2 separate regions of the Sus scrofa genome follow, and region 2 is linked to region 1. A link is a contact called in public Hi-C data. All regions are on one chromosome and are shown on one strand. Each heading gives the region's core, a stretch centred on a gene start, on an enhancer-like site or on the middle of the called end of the contact. The rest is flanking DNA. Distances are from core to core; before and after follow the strand shown.

Region 1 (6,716 bases), core at 1,767-4,266:
GGCATTCTGTTGGTGTCTGTGAGAACACAGACTGAAAGAGAAGTTTACCCTCCATTGGAGGAATCGGAACCTCTAGTTAATTTCCTAGAAATAGCAGTGTTCTGGCTCGTCAGAGTAGGATGGGGGGGGTCTTTTTTCAGGAAAATTAGTCAAAATCTACTTAAAGGAAGCACTTTCCAAAATTCTGTTCTGCTGCACATTGACCAACTAGTAGAGAAGATGTGAGGTCTTCAAATTGATCTAGGCTGCATTTATAGAAATTACGTAGCCCCTCAACCAAAACTTACCTTCCTTCCTATGATACAGAAGTGAATACTGCTATCATATGATATCACTTATATGTGGCATCTAAAAAAAAATAACGAGGGCGTTCCTGTCGCGGCGCAGTGAAAATGAATCTGGCTGGTAGCCATGAGGATGCAGGTTCGATCCCTGGCCTTGCTTAGTGGGTCAGTGATCCGGTGTTGCTGTGAGCTGCGGTGGGTCACAGACACAGCTCGGATCGCCTGTGGCTGTGGTGAGGCCTGCAGCTGTAGCTCCGATTCAGCCCCTAGCCTGGGACCTTCCATATGCTGTATGCGGCCCTAAAAGAAAGCAAAAAATAAATAAATAAAAATTTTAAATTTTTTTAAAAAAGATACAAACTCAATTACAAAACAGAAATAGACTCACAGACTTAGAAAACAAACTTATGGTTACCAAAGGGAGTAGTGGGGTTGGGAGGGGGGAGAAATTAGGAGTTTGAGAGTTATATATATATCCACACCACTGTATATAAAATAAACAACATGGACCTACTGTATGGCACAGGGAACTATATTCAGTGTCTTGTAATAACTTATAATGGAAAAGAATCTGAACAAAGAATATACACGTGAGTGTGCAAAACTGAATCACTTGAAACTAACACCGGATTGTAAATGAATAATATTCAGCAACAACAAAAAAGAAATGCATATTGAGACTATAAATCATTTCTTCCAGCCATCAAAGCAGTGTTTCTTGAGGCTTAATACAGTGGCCCATGCAGACTTGTTTCTCTTACACTCCTTTCTGTCTAGAGCCTTGGCTGTTACCCAGTGGAGCTGGAGCGAGGCCCCCGGGGCTTTGGCTTCAGCCTCAGGGGCGGGAAGGAGTACAACATGGGGCTCTTCATCCTGCGTCTCGCCGAGGACGGTCCTGCCATCAAAGACGGCAGAATTCACGTGAGTCGCCTTCTTGCAGCCTTTGGTTCTGGCTCCAGACCGGAAACTTCTGAAAATAGGTGATGAAAGGGAACGCAGAGACCTCCTGAATCTATGAAGCAAGATTTTCCATCACTAAAGCCTGAAGGGCAGATGCTCGTGATTTCCTTCCCCGCGGGTGCGGTCCGGCATCACAGCGATGCCGCTTTGGCTGCATGACGTTGGTCAGGAAGAGAAAATCATTTTTTACGTACAGAGTCAACATTCAAAGGCAAATGGATAATAAATGTACCTTCATCTTATTAAGTGTCTTGGGGGAACCAGGATGAAACAGATTCATTGACTTCTTCCAAAAACAATAGGCCCAAGATTTTCGTTCTTCCTCTTAGCATCTTCTGGAGGCAGCCAGAGTGGAAAAGCATGACTCTCCCAACCTTTACTATCATTCTCAGGACTGGAAGTCACATCAGCAGTGTTCTAGCATAGCTGTTCTCGAGTCTGCAACACTGTAGCTTTGTTTTGTTTTTTTGGTTTGGGGTTTTTTTGTTTGTTTGTTTTTAGGGCCGCACCCGGGGCATATGGAGGTTCCCAGGCTGGGGTCATATCAGAGCTGTAGCCACTGGCCTACACCAGAGCCACAGCAAGTCGGGATCCGAGCCGCATCTGCAGCCTACACCACAGCTCAGGGCAACGCTGGATCCTTAACCCACTAAGTGAGGCCAGAGATCAAACCTGGGTCCTCATGGATACTAGTCAGATTCACTTCCTCTGAGCCACAACGGGAACTCCACGCTGTAGCTTAGTCCAGAGCATTGCGGGCCAAATTGTGTGTGGATCTGCATGAGATGTTTTCCTTCCCTCTCTGTCACTTAAAGGAATCTACACTTGCTGGCCTCAATTTTTAAAAAACAGTTCATTCACTGATACTCGGTTAGGTTATACACTAAACATTTCTAAATCTGGGCAGCATTCATCCCTGCTACTCAAGAGAACTTTGGACTTCATCTCTCTACTACCCTAAGCTTCAGGGAAGGAGGAATTTTTCTTTCTCTTCTTCTTTTTTTCTCCTTTAACCATGTAAACTAGTTAGCAAGGCAAATGATGCTGGGATATTGTTAGATGGTATATTCTCATAATGATTAGAAAAGTCTTCTGGGTGATTGCAGTTTTGAATTTGCCACATCACTGCTCCCCTTCCCTCACTCATTTCATAAACATGTACTGAGCGTTTGCTTTACCCAAGGACTTAGACATCGTACTGAAGGCCTCAGGAGAGTAACCCCCAAACAAGAGAGCATCCTTTCTCTGGATGGCTGACTAGACTTTTGTACAAGTTCAAAGGTGGGTATGAACAGAGCCAGTTTCACAGAATAGGTGGCATCGACGGTGGGTAGGAATTGAATAGGGAGAAATGAAGGAAAGAACACAGTCCAGGCTGAAGAAATGAGCAAAAGGGTAAAACTAAGCAAGTACACACTGCATAGAGGGAACTACCCAGTGGTCAGGTTTACCTGGAGTCTGTTTAGAAACTTCATAGGGGAATAAAGAAAGAAGAATATAAAAGTAGGCTGGCTCAACACTATGTACATCTAAGAGAATGGGAAGTCCCAGAAGGCTTTTGAGCCATGAGTTCCCTCTCAGAGCGATACGCTGGTGCACTGGGTCTGTTAGTGTGTAGGATGGGTGAGGGGGTAGAGCCCGCTGTAGAGAAGGCATCCGGTCGTAGTGGTGGGAGTGTAATTTGAATGGTCACCCTGAACAAAAGACCAGTTTCGATGACTGACAAGTATTGAATGAGTGAAGAATGAAGGAAAAGAAAGAGGAAGGACGGCTTAGAGGCTTCGCCCTGTGCTGCGCACTGTGGGCAAAATGCTAGGGAGGCCAGTGGGAGGAAGGACGTGGCGAAACTGATGATCTCTTAAGTTTGGGTCATGTTGAAGGACCAGCACCATGAGCAGGTGTAAATATTTAGCAGGCCGTTAGGACGAGAGGTCACGTCCCAGGTTGTGGCATCAAGCAGACAGAGGTGATGACTGCTGCTGCCTCTGTGGATGCAATCCCCAAAGGGGAAAATCGAGAGAGGTGTGAGCAGGGGCAGGACTCTGGGGAAGGCCTGTCATGAGTGGGCCAGAGAAGGCAGAGAAAATGGGGAGGGTGAGACTGGGGAGCAGCAGACCAGAGCTGGAGAGGGGGGCCGATGGCCCATCCGTGCCTGTAGCTGAAGCTGATCAAGAGCTGCTGGCTCTCCCCACAGTTCACGTTCTTGTAGAGACAGTTGAATAATGTGGGGAGAACATGGGTTGGAAATCAGATAGGACAAGGCTCGGACTCCAGTTTGGCCACCCTGCAGCCATGTACAGTTGGGTATCTTCTCTGAACCTCAGTTTCCTAATCTGTAAAACACACATGTACATGTAAAATACACATTTATTTACATGTCGTCTTAAAGTTTTAGTAAGAGCAGTTTGAGGCACTGTTAAATCTGGAGTTTTTCTTAAAAGTCACCTATTGTAGGAGTTCCCATTGTGGCACAGTGGAAATGAATCCGACTAGGAACCATGAGGTTGTAGGTTCGATCCCTGGCGTCATTCAGGGATCTGGTGTTGCCGTGAGCTGTGGTGTAGGTCGCAGACATGGCTCAGATCCTGTGGCTGTGGTGTAGGCCGGCAGCTGTAACTCTGATTTGACCCCTAGCCTGGGAACCTCCATATGCCACGGGTGGGGCCCTAAAAAGCAAAAAACAAAACAAAAACACCTATTGTTATCACAAAAATCCAATTAAACTAAAAAATGAGGATATAATTGAAATGTTGGTTTCAGTAGAATCCTCGATGTACTAATCTCATCAAATAAAAGGCAAACAGAGGCCTTGAAGGATTCACAGTCTATTTCTGAAACACAGTATTCTTTATAAATGATCAGAAATTTTAGAATGCTATGATTGAATCAGCTTGAATTTAAAAAAAAAAAAAAAAAACTCTGAGATTTGAAAACAAAAATAAGCTCTTAACAGCTGTGCCCAGGTTTGTTCTAAACTCTTAAGAAAATAGGTCTGTGTTTCAGGGAATTGTTTTTCTGGCGACTAAATTATCAAAAGCTTGACTTGGCATGACGATCATGGGAGCTTTGTTGATGACAAGTGACTCAGGTGGCCCCAAAGAACTGAGCGTTTTTCTCCAGCCGACACTGCCCCTGAGCAGCCTCTTGTCTCCGTGGCCTCCTGTGTTTTTTCTGTTAGGCTGACAACTGTTGTGCTTGTACTGTAGCACCTGAAATAGTGCCCTGAATATTGCTAGTAGGTGCTCCATAGATATTTGTTGAAAGAATAGGGTGATAGGGTGCATGGTTGATATTTCCAGAAAAGAACTTTTTTTCAATATTTGAGATTAACTCCCAGAACTTATTACTGGGTAGACAGGACTTGCGCAAACACATATAACAGTGGAATTCCCTAAAGGAAGAAAATGTTAACTTTTAATATAGCTGGAAAGCTGTTGAGAGGATCTGTACGTTTAGTGTGTCTTCAGCTGGTCCTTAAGTCCTGTTAAGACTTGAGAGGTGATAAAAAGGTTCTGGGCTGAGGGAATGAGAAATCAGCTGAATGGGAGAAGTTCCTATCAGAGAAGAGTGCCCGACTTCAGTATTTATCGGAGAATCAGATTTGGCAAATATTAAGAGTCTGCTCTCTTCGAGACAATGTGTTTTCACTTGTACTGGTTTTAGTCTCACAGAAACCCCGTGAGGAAGGTGGCATCATCCCCACTTAAGGATTGAAAACGGGGGCTCCAGGAAACTAAGTCACAGCCATGGTGGGACCTGGTGGGACCTGGGTCCCTGGTCCCTCACCACTTTGTGTGCCTTCATGTCAGGCCCTGGCTTGTGTCATTTACACGTGATGCCTTTGTGGGAGGCATGTAGTTTCTTAATGGGTTATAAGACAATGTAAGCAATGTGTTAGAAATATGGTTTTTCATTTTATTTTTTAAGTAAGAGTTGCAGCATTTATTTCAGGTTCTCTCTTGATTTTTTTGGGGGGGGGGTATTTTTTTTCTTTTTTGCCACACAGGCAGTATGTGGGAGTTCCAAGGCTGAGGATCAAACCTACACTATACCAGAGCCACAGCAGTGAGAACACAGGAGCCTCAACCCACTGGGCCATCAGAGAGCTCCACCGTTTTTTCATTTTAATACATTTTTAGTGGATGTTGTTTTAAAAATTATAGGGCTATCTAAAAAGAGTGACCTTTTTTTAAAAAAGGAACACAATTTTCTTTATCCTTCTTCTTTTCTCCTTTTGATTCTATTTTTTTCTCCCTTTTATTTCTCTCTTCTCCCATAATTCCATTTTTCAATAACACAAAAACCTGATCTTGAGGGAGTTGCCATCGTGGCGCAGCGGAAACAAATCCGACTAGGAACCCTGAGGTTGCGGGTTCGATCCCAGGCCTCACTCTGTGGGTTAAGGATCCGGCGTTGCCGTGAGCTGTGGTGTAGGTTGCAGATGCAGCTCGGATCTGGAGTTGCTGTGGCTGTGGCGTAGGCTGGTGGCTACAGCTCTGATTAAACCCCTAGCCTGGGGAACCTCCATATGCCATGGGTGTGGCCCTAAAAAAAAAAAAAAAAAGACAAAACAAAAAAACCTCCCCTTGAGTATTTTTTTATCAAAAGATATATTCCCCATTTATTTTTTCTTATCAGATTTAATTACATTTTATTTTTAAAATATTTTTCATTTTTTCTATTATAGTTGATTCACAATGTTTGTCAGTCTCTGCTGTGCAGCAAAGTGACACAGTCATTCATACACACACATTCTTTTTCTCACATTATCTTCCATCATGTTCCATAACAAGTGACTAGATATAATTCCCTGTGCTGCAGAGCAGGATCTCATTGCTTCTCCACTCCAAATGCAATAGTTTGCATCTACTAACCCCATATTCCCAGTCCATCCCACTCCCTCCCCTTCCCCCTTGGCAACCACAAGTCTGTTCTCTATGTCCATAAGTTTGTTTCATTTCTGTGGAAAGTTTCATTTGTGCCATATATTATATTCCAGATATAAGTGATGCCATATGGTATTTGTCTTTCTCTTTCTGACTTCACTTAGTTTGAGAGTCTCTAGTTCCATCCATGTTGCTGCAAATGGCATTATTTTGTTCTTTTTTATGGCTGAGTAGTATTCCATTGTGTATACATACCATGTCTTCTTAATTCATTCATCTGTTGATGGGCATTTGCATTGTTTCTATATCTTGGCTATTGTGAATAGTGCTGCAGTGAACATACAGGTGCATGTATCTTTTTCAAGGAAAGCTTCATCCAGATATATGCACAGGGGTGGGATTGTTGCATCATACGTTTGTTTTATATTTCATTTTCTGAGGTACTTCCATACTATATTCCATGGTGGTTATACCAGTTTACATTCCTACCAACAGCGAAGGAAGGTACCCTTTTCTCCACATGTTCTCCAGCATTTGTTATTTGTGGACTTATTAATGATGGCCATTCTGACTGGTGTGAGGTGGT
Region 2 (6,716 bases), core at 1,876-4,375, 440 kb before region 1:
TGTCCTGAAGTGGTCCAGTTGCATAGTCAAAGTTAGGAATTACTTAGTGTCATCTTTTCATTTGGTAGGTGAATAAACTGAGGCCCAGGTTGGAGCAAGGATTTGCCCAAGGCCCTTGCACCAGGGCACCAGTTAGTGGCACAGCTGACTAGTACTCCATGCTTAAGGATCCTCTAGTGTAGCATGAACTAGTACTGGGTCCCATAGGTTGTCTCTAGGCTGAGAGTTACACAGTGATTAAAAGGTTCCGAAAACTTTTCCTATTGCCACCCTGCACTGGAGGTGTGTTGCTTCAGTCTAGGATAGACACACAAGAGCACAGAGGGCAAAAATAATAACAGTAAGAGTAGCTAATATTTACGGCGTGCCAGGCATTGCTCTAAGCGCTTTGGATGTAGACCTCTATTAATCCTAATAACCCTATGGGTCCGTATTGTCCCCATTTTACAGAAGAAGAAACTGAGGCACAGTGAGGTTAAGAGGGCAAGCTGCTTTCACCGCATCCTATGTGGGTGCCTGTTTTCCTTTTTTTTAAATTTTTTTTGGTCTTTTTGCTATTTCTTGGGCCGCTCCTGCGGCATATGGAGGTTCCCAGGCTAGGGGTTGAATCGGAGCTGTAGCCGCTGGCCTGCACCAGAGCCACAGCAACGTGGGATCCGAGCCGCGTCTGCAACCTACACCACAGCTCACGGCAACGCTGGATCGTTAACCCACTGAGCAAGGGCAGGGACCGAACCCGCAACCTCATGGTTCCTAGTCGGATTTGTTAACCACTGCGCCACCACGGGAACTCCCTGGGTGCCTGTTTTCCTTTGCCTTGGGACCCTCTGAGCCTCTACTTCTTTTATTCCACACACTCAGAGCTGGCCCCTTCCCCACCCTACCTGCCCCCAGGGAGCCATTCAGAACAGTGCTGGGGGAGTTTGGCTACAAGGTCGTTGTCGCCCCCAGTGCCAGGCTCTGCTATGTGCCTCCCTTTACTGAGGGGCCGCAACCAGAGAGCCAAGCCATCAGGACTGTGTAAGCAGCTGGCAGCAGGCCCTGGTGACCAGCGCTGCCAGTCACCCTGGAGGGGGCCTGCGGGACAGCTGGGCAGGCAGTGGAGAGAGGCTGCTTTCCCTGCCAGCCCCAACTTGGCTGGAAGGGCAGGCAGATCCCGGGAATTCATTCCTTGGTGAAGGAGGAGGGGCGCATTCTTGGCCAGTGCAGAGGTTTAGAGTTGTGTGCGGTGCCTGAAAGAGCTTTTATTACAGGTGAGGCACGGGTTACAGGTCTCAGGACTGCTGTTGAAACACGGTCTAATTCTGTTACCCAAGGCCCTTGTGTTAGGACTCACGTGATAAAAGTTCTTCTTGGGCTTAGTGAAAAAAGTTTATCTTATTTGGATGTTGGGAAAACAAAGATGGTTGAACAGTCAACTATGCTCATTTGATCTAGATGGACCCTGGAGGGTCTGGTGCTGAGTTCTCTTGGCTGTGTTTTTATTTTTGCAGTGGCTGCTCGGAAGCTCGGGTTTCTCTTTGTGGCTTAAGTGGACACTCCATCTGATTTTGAGTTCTTGATAAAATTAACTTCTTCCTCTCTAGTGTTTCCTCCAATTTTAATGGTTATTAATCCCTGAATTGATTTTAATTTGCCATGTTTCTGGCTACAATATATGAAAGTATCAGGTTCATTGCCTATTATCTGTTAATCTGACATTTTCAATAGGTTGGTTTTTGTTGCTGTTTACATTTTTACGTCTTTGTTGAGCAATTTTTCATGTTATTTTCTCCTATAAACGTGCTCTATGTTCTGCCCCATTAATTTGATATTAATGCTTATTAATTGATCTGTATGATTTCTTTAAATATTAAAAGGATTTACCTTTGCATTGTAAACAATTTTTTCAGACATTGCCCAATAGTGTGTGCTTTTATTTTAAGTTACCAGGAAAAAGCTGGGCAGAGAACAAATTAATTTAATTTCTTATTTTTGTACTACAATGGGTATTTATGGAGCAGTCTTTTTGATGTTCCACTTTATCTGCATTCGGTTTCTGGTGCTAAGAGCAGTAGCATTTATTAAGTGGTTATGATGTGCTAGACACTGTTCTTTATAAGTAATAATTTATTTCATAACAATATTACGAGGTAGATATTATTATCTCCATTTTACAGATAAAACTGAGGCCCAATTAAAAACTGCAGGGCTTACCCAGCTAGCAAATGATGGAGCCAGGGGTCAAACTTGAATCTTATAGGACAGTGGTTCTTCATCAGGGAATGATTTTAGCCACCGGGGAGAGAGGGAAGGTCTGGAAACACTTTTGGTTGTCACAACTGGGCAGTTGCTCACTACTGCATAGTAAGCAGAGGCCAGGGAAGCCACTCAGCCTCCTACACTGCAAGGGGCAAAGAATGATCTGGCTCAGGTGTCAGTAGTGCCAGGCTTGAGAAATCCCATGTAGACCAGCCGTCATATCATCTCCTTAGGATTCCTGAGAGCTCTTTAACTTGGTTCTCCATCCTCTGTCTGCCTGTACAACTGAAATGTCTCAGAATGGGGTGGACAACCGAATCCACAGTGGCTGGTCTTAGGGAAGGGAGTGCAGGCATCCAGAGGGGGTCCTTGGCTCGGGGAAGCCTGAAGGGTAGACACCTCCTGGGAAGAGGGGTGCTGATCCCTGAGGCAGAAAGCAGGAAGCCTTCAGGTTCATTATCATGGCCAGGCCCATTGTCATGGCTGGTCCCAAGAGGGGCAGGGGCTGCAGCAGGAGCTTGTGGCCTTGTTACCTCAGGGAGGAGTGCTCCCTCCCCTGCCAGGAACCAGCCCCCAACACAGCCCTTTGCAGGCTGGCTCACCTGCTCCTCCCTCTGCCCTTGGCTCCCCAGCGCTAACCCAGCATCTGACCTGGTCTAGCTCTCTGAGAGCTGGTGCCTCCTGCCCACCGACCTCACCTGGCCACTGACCCCAGCCGTCCCTGGAAGTCCGTGCCCCAGCCATACCGCTGGGCCCTCAAGCGGAAGTCTCAGATGCAGTCTTCCAGAGGATATGGCAGAAGAATGTTCCTAATCCTGGCAGCTGGGACATTGCTTTTGGAAGGCAGTGCTGTGGCGAGAACACTGCACGAGGAGCTGGCAGACCTAGGCTGGTGGCTTCGTGCATTTGGAAGCCCCGCATGCCACTCCATGCGGGTTACATCTGTCTCCTCCACGGGGCCTGGCACTGGGCTTTGCGTGGGGCTGGCTGTCAACAGTTATTTGTTTGGTGGAATAAATGCATCACTGCTCTGCTCTCCGATCTGGACAGATTGAAATCACCTCCGCAGAGGGACCTGGGTGGCGGCAGCTGACTGCTGCACGGCAGAGGATTCAGGGTCCCTGGCGATCTGTGCAGGGTACAGGACTCAAGGGCTGACCAGCCTCCTCCTGTCTTCAGGGCAGGCGCCTGGACCCGGTGCTGAGCCTGCTCTTGCCTGCGGGCTTGTCTTAGCCCGCCTCATTCTACCTCCCCACCGCACACACCTGGGCCTGAAGACCTTGGAGGCAAGAGGCTGTTAGTAAATTAAACGGAAACTCAGTGGGGGCCGACTCTGTGCCAAATACTGGGCCAAGCACAGCAGACACAGGAATGAATAAGAAAGATGTGCCCCTGACTAGTGGGGAGTAGAAATTTTCAACTAGTAAATATTAGTGGAATGTGTATAATGAAGTACAGGTTTTTTTTTTTTTGTTTTTGTTTTTTTTTTTTTTTTTTTTTACTGTTTATTATTGACATATAGAAATGCTAGAAATTCAGCGGATACAATTTCCATCACAGGGCGTTCCCGTTGGTTGTGGCTCAGCGGAAATGAATCTGACTAGCATCCATGAGGTTGCGGGTTCGATCCCTGACGTCACTCAGTGGGTTAAGGATCTGTCATTCCTGTGAGCTGTTGTGTAGGTTGCAGATGCAGCTTGGATCTTTCGTGGCTGTGGCTGTGGTGTAGGCCGGTGGCTATAGCTTCTATTGACCCTAGCCTGGGAACTTCCATATGCCGTGGGTGCGGCCCTAAAAAGATGAGAAAAAAAAATTCATCACAGAAGCCACATTAGTGTCCCTTTCTCTGTACTGTTTCTGCCCAGAGGCAAATGTGGCGGTTACATGTACGACCTGTTTCAGCAGGTTACATTCACCCCAAAAAGTCTGGCCCCGTGGTCTGCTCTGATATAGTTAAAAGAGTACTACGTTCTAAAAAGATCTCTTTTTTGGTTTATTTGGCTGGGCCTGTGGCATGTAGAAGTTCCTGGGCCAGGGATTGAACCTGAGCCACAGCAGTGATGAAGACAAATCCTTAACCTGCTAAGCCACCAGGGAACTCCTATGCATTCTCTCTCTCTCTCTCTTTTTTTTTTTTTTTTGCCTTTTAGGGCCGCACCTGCAGCTTATGAAAGTTCCAGGCTAGGGGTCGAATCAGAGCTACAGCTGCCGGCCTACACCATAGCAACATCAGATCCGAGCCACGTCTGCAAACTACACCACAGCTCACAGCAACACAGGATCCTTAACCCACGGAGCGAGGCCAAGGATTGAACCTGCAACCTCATGGTTCCTAGTCGGATTCATTTCCATTGTGCCATGATAGGACCTCCAGTATACATTCTCTTTTAAAAAAATGTTTATTCCTTTCCATTATGGTTTATCCCAGGAGATTGGATAGAGCTCCCTGTGCTATACAGCAGGGCCTTATTGTTTATCCATTCCAAATGTCATAGTTTGTTTTGCATCTACGAACCTCAAACGCCGGTTGCATCCCTCTCCCTCCCCCATGCCTTGGCAGCCACGAGTCTGTTCTCCTTGTTTGTGTGTCTGTTTCTGTTTTGTAGATGGGTTTGTTGAGCAAAATTTTAGAATATTTATCACCACCAATATCAGCCCCATTAGTAATCCCCCTCCCCCCAAGCCCTGGCAATAGCTAATCTACTTTCTATCTCTGTAGATTTATCCGTTCTGGACATTTTTCATAAATGGAATCATATGTGGTCTTTTGTGTTGGCTTCTTTCACTTAGCATAATATTTTCAAAGTTCATTCCTGCTGTAGCATGTATCCATATTTCATGCTTTTGTATGGCTTAATGATAATCCAATGTATGGATATACTACGTTTCAGTGACTCATCTATCAGTTTATGGACATTTGAGTTGTCTTCGCTGTTTGGCTATCATGAGGAGTGCTGCTATGAACACTGATGTGCAAATTTTTGCATAGACTTAGCATTTTTCTTGGATATATACCTAGACGTGGAATTGCTAGGTCATAGGGTATGATTGGGGTTATTTCTTTTTAGGGCTGCACCCGTGGCATATGGAGCTTCCCAGGCTAGGGGTCAAACTGGAGCTGCAGCTGCTGGCCTACACCACAGCCACAGAAATGCCAGATCCGAGCTGCCTCTGTGACATATACCGCAGCTCTGAGCAAAGCTGGATCCTTAACCCACTGAGAGGGGCCAGGGATCAAACCCCGGTCCTCATCCTCAGGACACTAGTTGGGTTCGTTACCACTGAGCCACAACGAGAACTGCTGAATGGGGTTCTTGATTGCAAACAGCAGAATCTTCCCTGACACTCTTAAGCAAAGAAGAAATTACCAGCAAGAATATCAGAATCCTCCAAGGGAGAGGCTGAAGGGCTGGGCCTGGAAAATGGGACAAGAGCCATCGGTCGGTCGGTCAGTGGCCAGGCAATGAAGCCGTAGGCAGGGCCACCCCATGGAAGTGCTTGGGCTGGCACAACTTGGCAGCCTGCCCGCTGGCTCTCGCCCAAGGTCCCAGTCTAGGAGAGAGTCTGCAGTTGGTCAGGTCTGTGTATCCACTCCCCCTCTCCCCACAGCTCTGGGTCAGGGAAAGGCATGATCTGGTCACTTCAGCCCCCACTGCGGCAGGGCAGCCATCTACAACGGGCAGTTTTCCCCAAAGGGCAAGGAAGGCAACGACGTGAAGTTGGAGAGAATGAACACCCCCCAAACGACAAATGTCTGCTACACCTGGGCCAGATTATGAGGGGCCAGACCCAGCCTCCTGGAGGAGCAGACCTAGCACACCTGGGGCAGGAGGGGCAGATGGAACGCAGTGCGGAGCGGGGAGGAGGTAAGGAGAGCAGGTGGGGAGGCTTAGCTATAGGATGGCCTCTGGTTGGGCCCCAGACTGATCTAGAAGTGGGGAAGGGCTTTCTGCCTCTCTATTGCCCCCTCATCTCTACTTTTCCTCCATTCTTTTTTTTCTTTTTTTTTTTTGTGTCTTGCCTTTTCTAGGGCTGCTCCCGCGGCATATGGAAGTTCCCAGGCTAGGGGTCTAATCAGAGCTGCAGCCACCGGCCTACGCCACAGCCACAGCAATGCCAGATCCGAGCCGCGTCTGCGACCTACACCACAGCTTACAGCAACACCGGATGCTTAACCCACTGAGCAAGGCCAGGGATGGAACCCGCAACCTCATGGTTCCTAGTCGGATTCGTTAACCACTGCGCCACGATGGGAACTCCTTTTCCTCCATTCTTCTGTCCTCCCTTTCTGGCTTCTTTTGGCCAGATTTTGAAGACCCTGAGAGGGATATATATACACACACTGGGCGAATTCACTAGGCTGTAATCTCCATGAGAACAAGGGACTAAATCTGCCTTTTTCCTCATAGTAGCTACACTGCGTAGAACAGTGCCTGACACAGAGTAGATGCTCAATAAACACCTACTGAAATCTT

Evidence for each region. A called contact is a pair of places that touch in the nucleus more often than the background predicts.
Region 2: a contact with region 1 is called in a Hi-C map of omental adipose tissue, with 2.1 times the contacts expected there. The contact joins two enhancer-like sites. A contact is called at or near these places in 26 of 47 Hi-C or Micro-C datasets (adipocytes, adipose tissue, alveolar macrophages and 17 more) and 2 of 2 datasets of contacts at active chromatin or transcription factors (alveolar macrophages and skeletal muscle).

The regions. Positions count from the first base shown.
Region 1 is chr4:106,888,196-106,894,911 of Sscrofa11.1, reverse strand. MAGI3 (membrane-associated guanylate kinase, WW and PDZ domain-containing protein 3) reads left to right here. Exons shown (of 21, transcript XM_001925127.7): 19 at 1,062-1,205. Among named protein-coding and RNA genes, the nearest start is that of PHTF1, 83 kb to the right of the region's middle. Within about 2 kb of position 3,016, at least 3 of the 83 cell types and tissues checked have an H3K27ac peak or open chromatin away from gene starts, as enhancers often do. A contact at or near this core is called in omental adipose tissue, where this site is marked.
Region 2 is chr4:107,331,705-107,338,420 of Sscrofa11.1, reverse strand. All of the region lies in intron 1 of LOC110260343 (a long non-coding RNA gene), which reads left to right. Among named protein-coding and RNA genes, the nearest start is that of TRNAE-UUC, 160 kb to the right of the region's middle. Within about 2 kb of position 3,125, at least 4 of the 83 cell types and tissues checked have an H3K27ac peak or open chromatin away from gene starts, as enhancers often do. A contact at or near this core is called in omental adipose tissue, where this site is marked.